2 separate regions of the Capsicum annuum genome follow, and region 2 is linked to region 1. The links are chromatin contacts, called in public Hi-C maps. All regions are on one chromosome and are shown on one strand. Each heading gives the region's core, a stretch centred on a gene start, on an enhancer-like site or on the middle of the called end of the contact. The rest is flanking DNA. Distances are from core to core; before and after follow the strand shown.

Region 1 (5,750 bases), core at 1,568-4,067:
GAAGTACTACTTGAAAGAAAGTCTCGAGTTTTATATTTATATTATTTCTCATTTGTATAATTGTACGTAAAGATAAAAGATAGTGGAAACTTTACTTTTGGGTGTCGGGCGCGGATATTTTTTATTTACATAATTTTTATCGTTTTTAGGCAAAACTTAGGCCATTAATATTTACATAAAAGAACAAAGTAATTCACATATTATATAGTCTTTTCTTCTCAAATAAATTTTACTTTTCTCAGTAATTTTAATCAGATTAAAAATATTACTTGTAAATACTTTTTCTTTTCATGGCACATCATAATACATTTCTTTTCCTACATCATAAAATATTTTTCCTTTTCACATGTATTTATACATATTTTTTAATTGTTTTTATAACAATATTTATATATTTAATAAATTTATATCTTTACATAGTTTTAAACGTTTATATTTTTTTAAAAAGAATTATTTTATACTTAATACATACACTTTTTACATTATTTTAAATATACCTCCTCCCTCTTTGATAAATTTAGTCTAGTCGAGTGTCACATTTGTAGATCCTGAAGAGTGCCTAACCCCTCCCCTTTGGGATAATTTGAACCCTTATCTAGAATCTTAATTGGTTTTCCGCAGACTAAAACATCAATCACACGTGTTGATAAATAAATAGGTTTCCTTATTTTCCTTAAAAATTAGGTGGCGACTCTGTACAAAAATTCAATTCTTTTAGAGTCCACGAGTCATGTTTTGTTTAACCTTGACAAAAACAGGGCATGACAATTTCGAAATTATTTTGTCATTTTTGTCCCACCTTGACTGTGTGATGACTAATCTCGAAATAGCTAATTCTAAAATAATTAATCTCAAAATAACTTATTTCTCAATCAAATGACCCCGAAATTTGACTACCATGCAAACAAGGTGTTACTACTTACAAACTCCATAAGATTCTGTAGACATCAAAATTTTGTGAAACTCTTAGAGACTACATTACCGTAAACCTAACTTGGAGTCTACTCTACCCGAAACCTACGTCACACCTCTTTGAAGGCTAATATATTCCATGCATCTCAAAAATTTCATAAAGTCATGGAATATTCACAAAAGAGATCAAACCCCTCTCTTCTTGATAATCAAATACTTTAATAAGATATTCAAATCCTCATTTTATGGAGACCTTCCTAATCTGGAGAAATACGCTACTAACGGCCCTTGAATTACGGAAAATCAAGAGAGAAGAATCAAGGAAACAAACAAAATTGTACTCATAATGTTTATGAATAAATATTTTTTGTTTCTTCATTTTGTTTTGTGATTGTTTATTTTTCATAAATTAAAATTTGCTGTAAACAAATTGACATGCCCAATAGGACCAAATTGTCCTTTATCTCCTCTTACAAATTATATGTGCAAATCCGGAGCCATAAAATTATAAGGATGGAAGAATACTTCAAGACTCGTATTTGAGTTTCATCAAGTTTACACTCCGATAAACTTTTAAGTAAGGGGCATTAGACATCTAAATTTTATAAAATTCTACAAGATGAATTCAATTTCTGTTAGAATTCTTGAAGGATACTTTACCCTAAACCTAACTTGAGAGTTACTCTACCCTAAACCTAAATTAAACTTATTTAAAGGGTAATATATTTTCTTGAAAATGCATCTCAAAAATTTCATAAACTCATGAAATATTCACGAAAAGAGATCAAAATCCTCTTTTCTTTATAATGAAATACTTTAATAAGATATTCAAATGCTCTTTTCATAGAGCACTTCCTACGCTTTTGAGAAATATGTCAGTAACGATCCTCACATGACAGAGAAAAATCAAGAGAGAAGAATCAAGAAAACAAATAGAGTTGTACTCACAATGTTTATGAATAAAGTATTTTTGTTTGTTCATATTTTATTGTGATTGTAAATTACTACTAATCGCTTTAAAATTTGTTGCAAACAAATTGACACGCCTAGTGGAATCAAATTTGTTCTTCATCTCTTCTCTCATAAATTAGATTTGCAAATCGAGAGCCACAAATTTATAGAAATGGAAGAGTACTTTAAAACTTGTTTTCATTAAGTCTACACTAACAATTCTTAAAGAAGGAGGCATTTATAGCCATTGAAATTTTGTGGGACTTTACAAGACGAATTTCAATTTTGGTGTAGTTCTTGAAGGCTACATTACCCTAAAACTAACGTGGAGATTACTCGATCCTAAACTCTAAATCATGCTTATTTAAAAGGTAACATATTTCCTTGAAGAGTAATCTTCAAAATTCCATAAATTCATGGAATATTTACAAAATAAGATCAAACTCTCTCTTCTTGACAATCAAATACTTCAAGAAAATCTATAAAAATCTCCTTTCATGGAGATCAAATTTAAATATTTGTATGTCCAAGAAATACACGGCTAACGATTCTCGAATTACGGAGAAAATTTATATTCAATTCAAATCTTCAAATTACACTATTAATCATGCTCGAATTACGAAGATTATCTAGGAAGAAAATCAACAGATAAAACGAATTGTACTCATATTTTTTAGCAATAAAATTCTTATTTATTTATATTTTATTGTAATTGCAAATTATTATTAATCACTTTAAAATATGTTCCAAACAGATTCATACCTGGGTGGCAAGATCATGTCCAAATTTTCCTAAGATTCTATAATGTGGACAGATCCAAGAAGATAGTAACAAACAAAAGAAGAGTTAAAATTGGACACAAATAGCATAAACGCAAAGTCCACGCAGGATTGTCCCCGCGACTGCCATCACAATGAGTATATAATTGCACAACCTTCCCGTCCCGTTAGGCCGTTATACCAATTCTCTTCGCATGCTATTACCTTGTAGCGCCAAATAAGCGTGTTTGGCCTTGCGAAATTTTTATCATTTTTTCAAAAATTATTTTATTTTAATAAAAATTACAATATTTGATCATAAAAATTTCAAATATAATTTAAAATAACATTTGAAAATTAAAAATATTTTAAACTTAATTTTATTTTACTTCTCTCGCAAAAAGTCAAATATTAAGTTTACTTCTTTTTTTATATATATTTTAATATCAGAAATACTTTATTTCTAAAATACTATGCCCAAACACAACTTCAACCCTAATTTTAATTTAAAAAATAAAGTAAATATATTTTTTATTTTTATGGTCAAACGGTGCTTAGCTGTGATATGTTAAACTAACTAGTAGAAGAGAGGGAGTATATTATATTTGCCTTAATCAGCTCAACGGTTAACTTGTATTTTACCGTCTTTGAAAATTTGATCTGAACATCTTATTCTTCACATCCAATCTGACATAAGATGCAAAGATCTATGCTTAACAATTTTGGTCACTTGGGGATACTAAAATGAACAATAATACAGGGATCTTAAGAGGGCCCTTTTAGTTTTCTTGCAAAAAGAGGGTCCGTTTTGGAGCACAAAAAATTTTGTTGGAGGAGGATGAAAGAGGTGATGGGTAGTCCAGGAAGTGTGAGTGGATTGTTATTGAGACTTGGACAATGTTTATTTGCAGTTGGATCAATTGCTGTCATGGTTTCTGCTTCTGGCTTCTCTAATTACACTGCTTTTTGGTATGTTTTTCTTCCTTTTTTCTTTGGATGAATTAATGCTTCCAATGTTCATTTGCATGTTTTATTGCTGCATCTTTATGTAATTATTTGTTTTTTGATAACTACGGTGTCCGAGTCAATTTTTGCACACCGGACTAATTTCACCATATACCTGCCACATCCCAGTTGGAAAGAAATTACTTCGTATTGTTTTTGTCTCTATTGAAATTTGAACCTGAGAACCTCTTGGTTCTCAACCTATTAGGTCACATCCTTGGATGTATCATTTTGTAATTGTTTTCTCTGATAACCACGGAGTTCAGACCAGCTTTCGCGCAACACTAGCAGCTGGTTCCAAGTGACTCTGTCTACCAAGGGTCTACCAAGGGTAGGACTGATGGGAAGAAATCACCTATTTTTTTTTGTCAGCCGGGATTTGATATGAGACCTCTTAGTTCGCAATCCATTTCATTGATCACTAGGCCACAACCCACACCCTTGGATGCATCTTTTTGTAATTGTTTTGTTTTTTATGTTTTTCAGGTTAGTAAGTTTTTCCCCTTTTGATGACTTTATGACAATAGCATTTGGCTCTTTCCTTTGGTTCTGCTAGTTATCTTTAGGTCAATTGGGATTTTCCTATAAATGGATTTCTGTTCCATTGTATAAGTCCTTTAGGCTAAGTGATTTCATTTTTGGAAAATTTAGCTGGTGTATGCTGCATAATCAAATCAATCTACCACCTAACCAAGGGTTTCTCCAACTAATTGTGATGAACTTCAAAAACTGTCCTTGTTCCCATATTCTATCAGAAACAACCTCTCTACCTTCTCAAGGTAGGAGTAAAGGCTGCCCGCACAATATCCTCCCCAGACCCCACTTGTAGAATTACACTAGCTTTGTTGTTGTATGACACTTAAATAGGTTATGGAAGAAAGTACGAGAGGCAAATGGGGAAATGGGGCAAAACTAGTTGATTGTTCAGCAATTGGATTTCTGGCATGCATTAGTTTTTTAGGTTTCCCACCCTGTGTCTAGTGTCCATACTGGGGGTCGACTATTCGCACATCGGGTCATTTCTGAGGGTGGCGCTCCCCAACATGATATTTTACCATTCGCAGGGGCTCGAACCCGATAGCTCTGGTTAAGGGTGGAGAGATCCCAACCATCCCGCCATAACTCATGTTGGTTCTGGCATGCACTAGTCGACTATGCTAGTTAAGCATGGGAAAAAGTTATTACAATAGTAAATCTTTTATCAAGTGGTGTGGAATGTCCATTTATTCTCAAAGGGGAGAGCTGAAAACAGATTTAGAAACACAACTATTAAATCCTAAAATGTGTTCTAGCCAGTAGCCATTAACTTAAAGCTTGTTATGAATATTTTATGGCTTGCGTCTAATTTGTGATCTATCTGACAGTATTATTTAAAGGAGGATTAATTAACTTTGCTACCCTATGGCTGTTGAAGTTTACAGTTCGAAACGTGCTTCTTCATTACACAAGAAGCCGGTAAAGATGTGAATTTATCTTGCATGAACATTACTTGATTAGAGGCCTTCACGTATGGTTCCATATGAGTGGTCCGTAGTTCTTGATTTTACAATTACATGAAGCCACCATCAATATATATTAAGAAATTTTATCTACTTGAAAAGACACTTGACAAGCAGGGGCTTCCGCATCTTCATTCTGTTAATTTCAGTTATGCACATTCTCCTGGTTGATCTGAAAAGATTCACGTATTTTATGTGGGAATGCATGTCGGGTAGCATCTGGATGCCGAGTCAGTTAATGGAACTACGAGTCCAGATAAGTTTGAACTCTTGGGCCAATTTTGATGGAAGGACTTGATCCTACCTACTTTATATTCATAAGCTTAAATTCTTTGCACCTATTTTGGTATAGCTCAAAAACTTTGGATGCGGAACACCAACTCAATGAACAGTTGATTTTGGCCTTTATTTTGGATTTATATCTAATGAAGATTTAAAACACTTCATTTTCCAATCCTCAATCTTTGAACATTTTTAATTTCTCTGTCAAATCAATCTCCAAACTGACCTTTGTGTATTGATTGTTTCATACCAAGTTTTGCAACTACTCGATATCTGTTCACGGTTATTATTACCAAGTTTTTCAGTATGATGGATCCTTCTAATGGCCATGGACCTCCTATTG
Region 2 (6,158 bases), core at 38-2,537, 33 kb before region 1:
CTATTAAATTCGAGTGATACGACACCTAGAGTTTTAGAAATTATGTCCAGGTAAGTTCTTGACTATGGATGTGAAGGATCCCACATTCATTGTTAAGAGGTTACAAGCCTCCTTTTCATAACTCGAACAACTTGTCACTCATCCTGAATCAAAGATCGTCTAAAATAAAAGACTATCTTTTCTACCGATCGAGTCAAACTATAAGCAGTCTGATTCTCTGAGTCTCAGAGATATGTAGGTTGGGCTCTATTTTGAAAACTCGACTACATTCCAACATCCCCCAAATCCCTTTATTCTCCAGCTTTTTAGTTCTATCAAAAACTCCAAAACTCCAAAACTGAAGTAGCTTGTGAACTTTTGAAAAATCGTGCTTTAAATCAAGCTTTACGAACTGCAAGTGGCCTAAATTACCATGCAACCTGAGATATGTAGGAAACCAGATACTGAGGTCCGACCATAACTCTATGAAACTCGTATGAAAGCCAACCTATTTCAAATTCGAATTTGTGGTCGGACAAAAAATTAAGAACATCAACCTCCCTTTGCCCAGGGTTACTTGCATCCACCCTACCCAAAGTGAAGGGCAGTTGTTGACACCTTATTTTTTCCCTCCATAACTAAGTTTATGCTTGATTTTCTTCAATTTTTGATCAAAATCATAACATCTATTTTATCTGAATAAAAGCTTTTAAAAGTATTTATTTGGGTAAATTTATCATTTTAAGTAGAGATTATATATTATCGTATTCAATTATACGAGATTATATAATTTGGTTACTTAAATATTTAGTTTACAAAATATCGGATTTCAATCAAGGCCTATCTTGAAAATTAATTTGAATGGATAAAGTCTTGATATAAACATAATTGATTCTCAAAAATAATTTATTTGAATAAATATATGTTTGATTTTATTAATGTCAAGAAGCTCAGGATTAAACAAAGTATTAATCTGTATCGGGTTTCGATTCGATTTAGTCAATTTATTAAATTTGACCATAATTGAAATTAAATTGGCCACATTAGCTATTTAATGGGCCAATTTAATTTTTAATTTGACCAAAATATTAATCAAATTTAGCTAAATCCCTAATTTTAGTTGGGGGTTATGTTTTAAATAACCCCCAAATTTTTAACAACCTTATGACCCATCTGGTTTAAACCAAACAACCCACCAGCGATCTGGGCCCATTTTACACCCTTTAATTCAGCAGTCTAATACTATTAAGCTGCCACAACCCAATTGCACAACAACTTAACCGAATGGCCCAACAAACAAGCACAACCCGGCCCATATTCTTTTCTTCTTTACCCATCAACAGTTCAGATTCAGCGTAAAACATTAATAGCAACAGCAGTATACAACTTTAACTACAGCCAACAATATTCAACAAACAATCAAACTGACACCATAAATAACCTATAAAATCTGATGAAACCCGACCCAACATCGCATACAACTTCAGCAACCATCGTGACCCAAACCTGACCTAACAAAAACCTGATTCTACCAGCCAATCCAACCTGGCGAAGCCCTGACCCGACCTTTCCCCAAATGCATCTATGTGGGGTTCATACAAAAAGCCAAGAACCTTCTAGAATATACCGAGGTGGCTCCCCCCCTCACCCCCCACGTTCAAATTTTGGATTTTTGGATGAGTTAGTATGAACTTGTATAAAAATCCAACTCATAATCCTATCTTCTTTTCAAAATTTATATTGATCTTATTTAAATTCCCAAATTACCCCCGATCTAATTTTCCCACATTGATTGAGACTCAAAAAGGGGATTCTGTGGTACTATTTTAAAAAGCTCTAGGTTGAGCTAAAAGGGGGGCTCGAAAGTCTTGAAAAGGGAAAAACCCCTTGGAGCAAATAAGATAGTCTATTTTCTTGAGTAAAAAATGTTGTTTCGTGAAATTCATCATCTAATCGAAGATTCCGAGTTGATAATGACGTTTCTCGGTGGGGGTCGCATTCTAACTAAGCTCGAGGTTCCATTTTGCTGCCCTAAAAGAGGTGAACCTATCTTCCCATTTTAATCTTGTGACTGTTTTCTTCTTCATCTCTTCCGTTACAATTTCATAGTCATAAATATTATTTTGCTGGGAATTCACTGTGGAAGGTTGCAATGGTCGTAGAATATGATTTTATTTATAATTTTATAGTTATAAATGTTGTTTGCTGGGAAGTTCATTGTAGAAGGCCTCAATGGCCGTAGGATGTGATTACGATGATCGTAGTTGTGTTGTTTAGTCTATTTTCATCCCATATTTTGTTTCATTATTAGCCATATATATGTCGTGCTAGTTTTGCTACTATTGAATTTAGGATTTCCTTTTCCTCTTTGTTACTTAGATAATATGAATCCCAATCTATACGAAAATGGATATGGTATGTTGATCCTAAAGTTCATATTTTGAATCTGCATTCTTATTGAATTGTCTGCGAAAACTGCTTATTAGTTAAGCCCATCATGTTAAGTAAGTATCTTATTCCATTCCTTGATGTGTTCACTTAGGCTAGCTTAGAATCTTACTTGAACTATTCTTTGCTAAGTGATGGATTATGGGTCCTAGTTTTTTCTCTTTTTCTCCATGTACCTATTATTCACTTAGGCTCCCATGTTCCTTTTCAGCATTTAAGAAGTCATCTTGGTTTCCTTGTCTCTTTTTTTTTTGCACAACGGAACAATCCTTATCTCTAAATATCAAAAGGAAACAAAGGGGTTAGCTCATAAGCAGAGAAATTCTCATCTCAAAAATCCTCTATGACCCTCTTGAAGAAAATCCTCGTAGATTTGTCAAGAAGAGGATAAGAATTATGTTTCTTTATGGATGTTGTCTTTTTTTTAGTTGCAAGTTCCCTTAAAGATGGATATGTTATTTGTCTCCTTTGTGTGTTGAATTAGAAGGGTAAGACAAAAAAATGAGTCAAAGCAGTGTGCTTTTTGTTTTTATTATATGTTTTTCCTTTGATATGTTGGTCATGTTGATGATTGGGATTATTTCTCTACGTGCGTAAACTCTTTTATATGTGTATGTTCATGAATACATCATTAGGAAATCAAATGGATCACGTCTCATGTCTGAATTGTTGTCTTGCTTCGATTAAGATGGTTTGAGTTGTTGGAATGTGTCTATTTCTATCTTAAACTTAACTTATTTGTGGTAAAAGATCATGACAAGTTTGCTCCTAAGTTCATCTTTATGTGAAGTTGAGGATCCCTCTAAAGAACTTCCGGGCTTTAATTTGTCAAAGAGGGTGAAACAATGCACAAACTTTATTTTCTTGTATTTTCCTTAAGATGTCTTGTTTTGTGAAGCACCTTAGATAATTTTGTATTTTTTGTTCAACACAAGTAGCATAAGTTTCTCTTTTATCAGGTTCTAATTTTTACCCTTTTTCTTTACATGTACCATTTACCTTGAGTCCATGGACTCAACTTCTCCTCGCATTTCTTCATGGGCCATTGGGGCTCACCATCTCTATCGAGTTAACTCAGAAAGTCGATCATATGGCATATGGATATAAAGAGACGAAAGGAGAAGAATGAGCTAAAATCCCATCTTTGAAGCGGCTAAGAGACTTGGAAGTCTCGTTTGTTATTTTATTTATTTATTTGTTATTGTCTTTATTTATTTCTTTATTTTATTATTCACTGATTCGGGCCTCGAAGTCAAAGTTGTAAATTTAATACAGGTGACGTGGATTTGGGGCCAAAAAGGCTTGAAAACATAAAATAAGGACAGGTGAAAATGGGTTGAAAACCCAATTAGATTAGGACAGGTTTCGTTAATTTGGGTCCAAGGGCCTAAATCTTTTACTTTCTTCTCCCTTTCCCCTTTATGTGTTTATTTGCTTGTTAGTTTTATTTAGACTTAGTTAAAATCTTTGCTACGTTGCCTAAATCTATTTTACACAAGTCTTTTTTAAAAAATCGATCACTTTTCAACAAATAAATCTTTTTAGTTAGTCAAAAGATATTTTCAAACAGTTCGGATAACCGCAAGTTAATGGACGTTTTAAGTGCCTTAAAAACCTTCCTAAAACATTAATAGGAACCGCTATCCTAGAATCTCTAAAACTTGAACGATTTTTTTTATTTTGAATCGTTTAAAGTATCATTTAAAGGTTTTCCTAGTTTCCTAAAATAACTAAGTGGCAACTTTGAGAGTCAAATTTCCACAAAACAAAGATCATACAAGCAGACTTAATCAAGTTAGATATGGTCAATTTTGACGTTATTCTGGGCATGGATTGGCTCTATTCCTGTTATACATTTATAGATTATCGCACTCGAGTGGTAAAGTTTCAGTTCCCTGATGAGCCAGTCTTTGAGTGGGAAGGTAATTCAATGTCTCCCAAGAGTCATTTCATAGCCTATCTTAAGGCCGGAAAGTTAATATCAAAAGGATGCATTTATCATTTAGTTCAATTCAAGGACACTAAGTCTGAGACTCCAACAGTTCAATCAGTCAGTGTAGTCATTGAGTTTCCTGAAGTTTTTCTTGAAAATTTTCCATGGGTACCTCCCGATAGAGAAATAGAATTTAGTATTAATCTTCTTCCTGATACCCAGCCCATCTTCATTCCTCCATATCATATGGCTCTAACCGAGCTTAAAAGAGTTAAAAGAGCAGCTTAAAGACCTCTTAGATAAAGGTTTCATAAGGCCCGGTGTCTCTCCATAGGGCACTCCCATCCTATCGTGCGAAAGAAAAATGACTCTCTCTGAATATGCATTGACTACCGTCAGTTGAATAAAGTCACAATCAAAAACAAATATCCTCTTCCTAGGATTGATGAGTTATTCGACCAACTCCAAGGTGCAAGTTACTTCTCTAAGATAGATCTTAGATCCGGCTATTTTTGTCCCTCCAAAAATTATATTTACCATTTACACCGTCTTACCACACACTCCAATCCCATTCCATATTTTTTTCACAAAATGACAAAATAATAACCAACTCTAAATAAATTTTATCCCTAAATTCCCACATAATCCCAATTTGAACAAACTAATAACCCCTCCCTATCTAATTTTGACACATCACCACCCCACACCCTACCACCACATACCCTCCTACCACTCACTACCCCAGACCCCCTCCCCTATCTCACTAATGAAATATACACACACAGCTGTACATATAATATGCACATACCTCAATTATACACAGAGGCCATACACGCACAGATACCCATATCATTCTCCTCCATTTTTGTTTATAGGCAATCCACTTACACACATTTTTCCATATAGTAGAATACAATACACAGAAAAGGGGATTGGATTTTTCCTTTGAAGAGGTAACACACTTCATCTCCATTTTTTCATATATGCATACACACTACAACACACACAATTTAAGCATGTATACACAGTCACCCATACTCAATCAGAAAGAAAGAGAGAAAATTGAGTGGGAGAGATTTCAAGAGAGGGAGGAGAAAAAAAGAGTTAAAAAGGAAGTGAATTAAGGGAGAGAAATAGTGAGAGATGAAAGAAACTGAGAGAAAAATAGAGATTGAACAGAAAAGAGGAAAAAACAGCTCCAACCAAGCTTTTCTAGTGAAACTTTGATGTCGCCCCATCATGAAATTCCACCATCACCTTCTAAATCCTGATAAAAACCAGTGTCCAAACATCTAAATCCCCAGCACCAGTAGCGCCATTTCATGCCTTTGTCTAAGTTTTCCATTGAATCTCACTGAAAAAACTCTCTGAGCCAACGTCTGCTGCTATTTTCAATAATAAAACCACCATCAACAGTCAAAAATTTCAGAAGTTGGATCCATTGGCCCTTAAATGGATCGGATTAGTTTTATACGGTGAAGTTTTTGATAGTCTAGTTTGTTCATTGGGGTTTTTTGATTGAGGTTTAGTCTGTGGCTCTTCTTCAAAGCTACTATTTTGGAGCTTCGATACTCCGCTACAATAACACCAAAATAAATTTTGTTTGAGGTCCATTTCTTATCTCATTTTTGATTAATTTTAAGTTGTTGATACTTCGTGTGGTGAATTCATAATGTGTGTGCATTGCTTTATCTAATTTGGTTGTGTTTGAATCGTCAATGATGGTGGATATTGGTTGATTGTTCACTTGGTTTGGATAGTTGAATGATTTAGATCCAATTGGGAATAAGTGGGACGA

What was found. Hi-C and Micro-C count contacts between places; a contact is called where the count stands out from the background.
Region 2: a contact with region 1 is called in a Hi-C map of leaf, with 2.2 times the contacts expected there. The contact joins the enhancer-like site here to the promoter of LOC107842838 in region 1. A contact is called at or near these places in 2 of 5 Hi-C or Micro-C datasets (leaf and placenta).

The regions. Positions count from the first base shown.
Region 1 is chr9:39,152,923-39,158,672 of UCD10Xv1.1, reverse strand. LOC107842838 (CASP-like protein 5B2) reads left to right here and starts at 2,817. Exons shown (of 3, transcript XM_016686868.2): 1 at 2,817-3,590. The coding sequence starts at 3,460.
Region 2 is chr9:39,183,955-39,190,112 of UCD10Xv1.1, reverse strand. No RefSeq gene overlaps it. Among protein-coding and RNA genes, the nearest start is that of LOC107842838, 31 kb to the right of the region's middle. Within about 2 kb of position 1,287, at least 5 of the 5 cell types and tissues checked have an H3K27ac peak or open chromatin away from gene starts, as enhancers often do. A contact at or near this core is called in leaf, where this site is marked.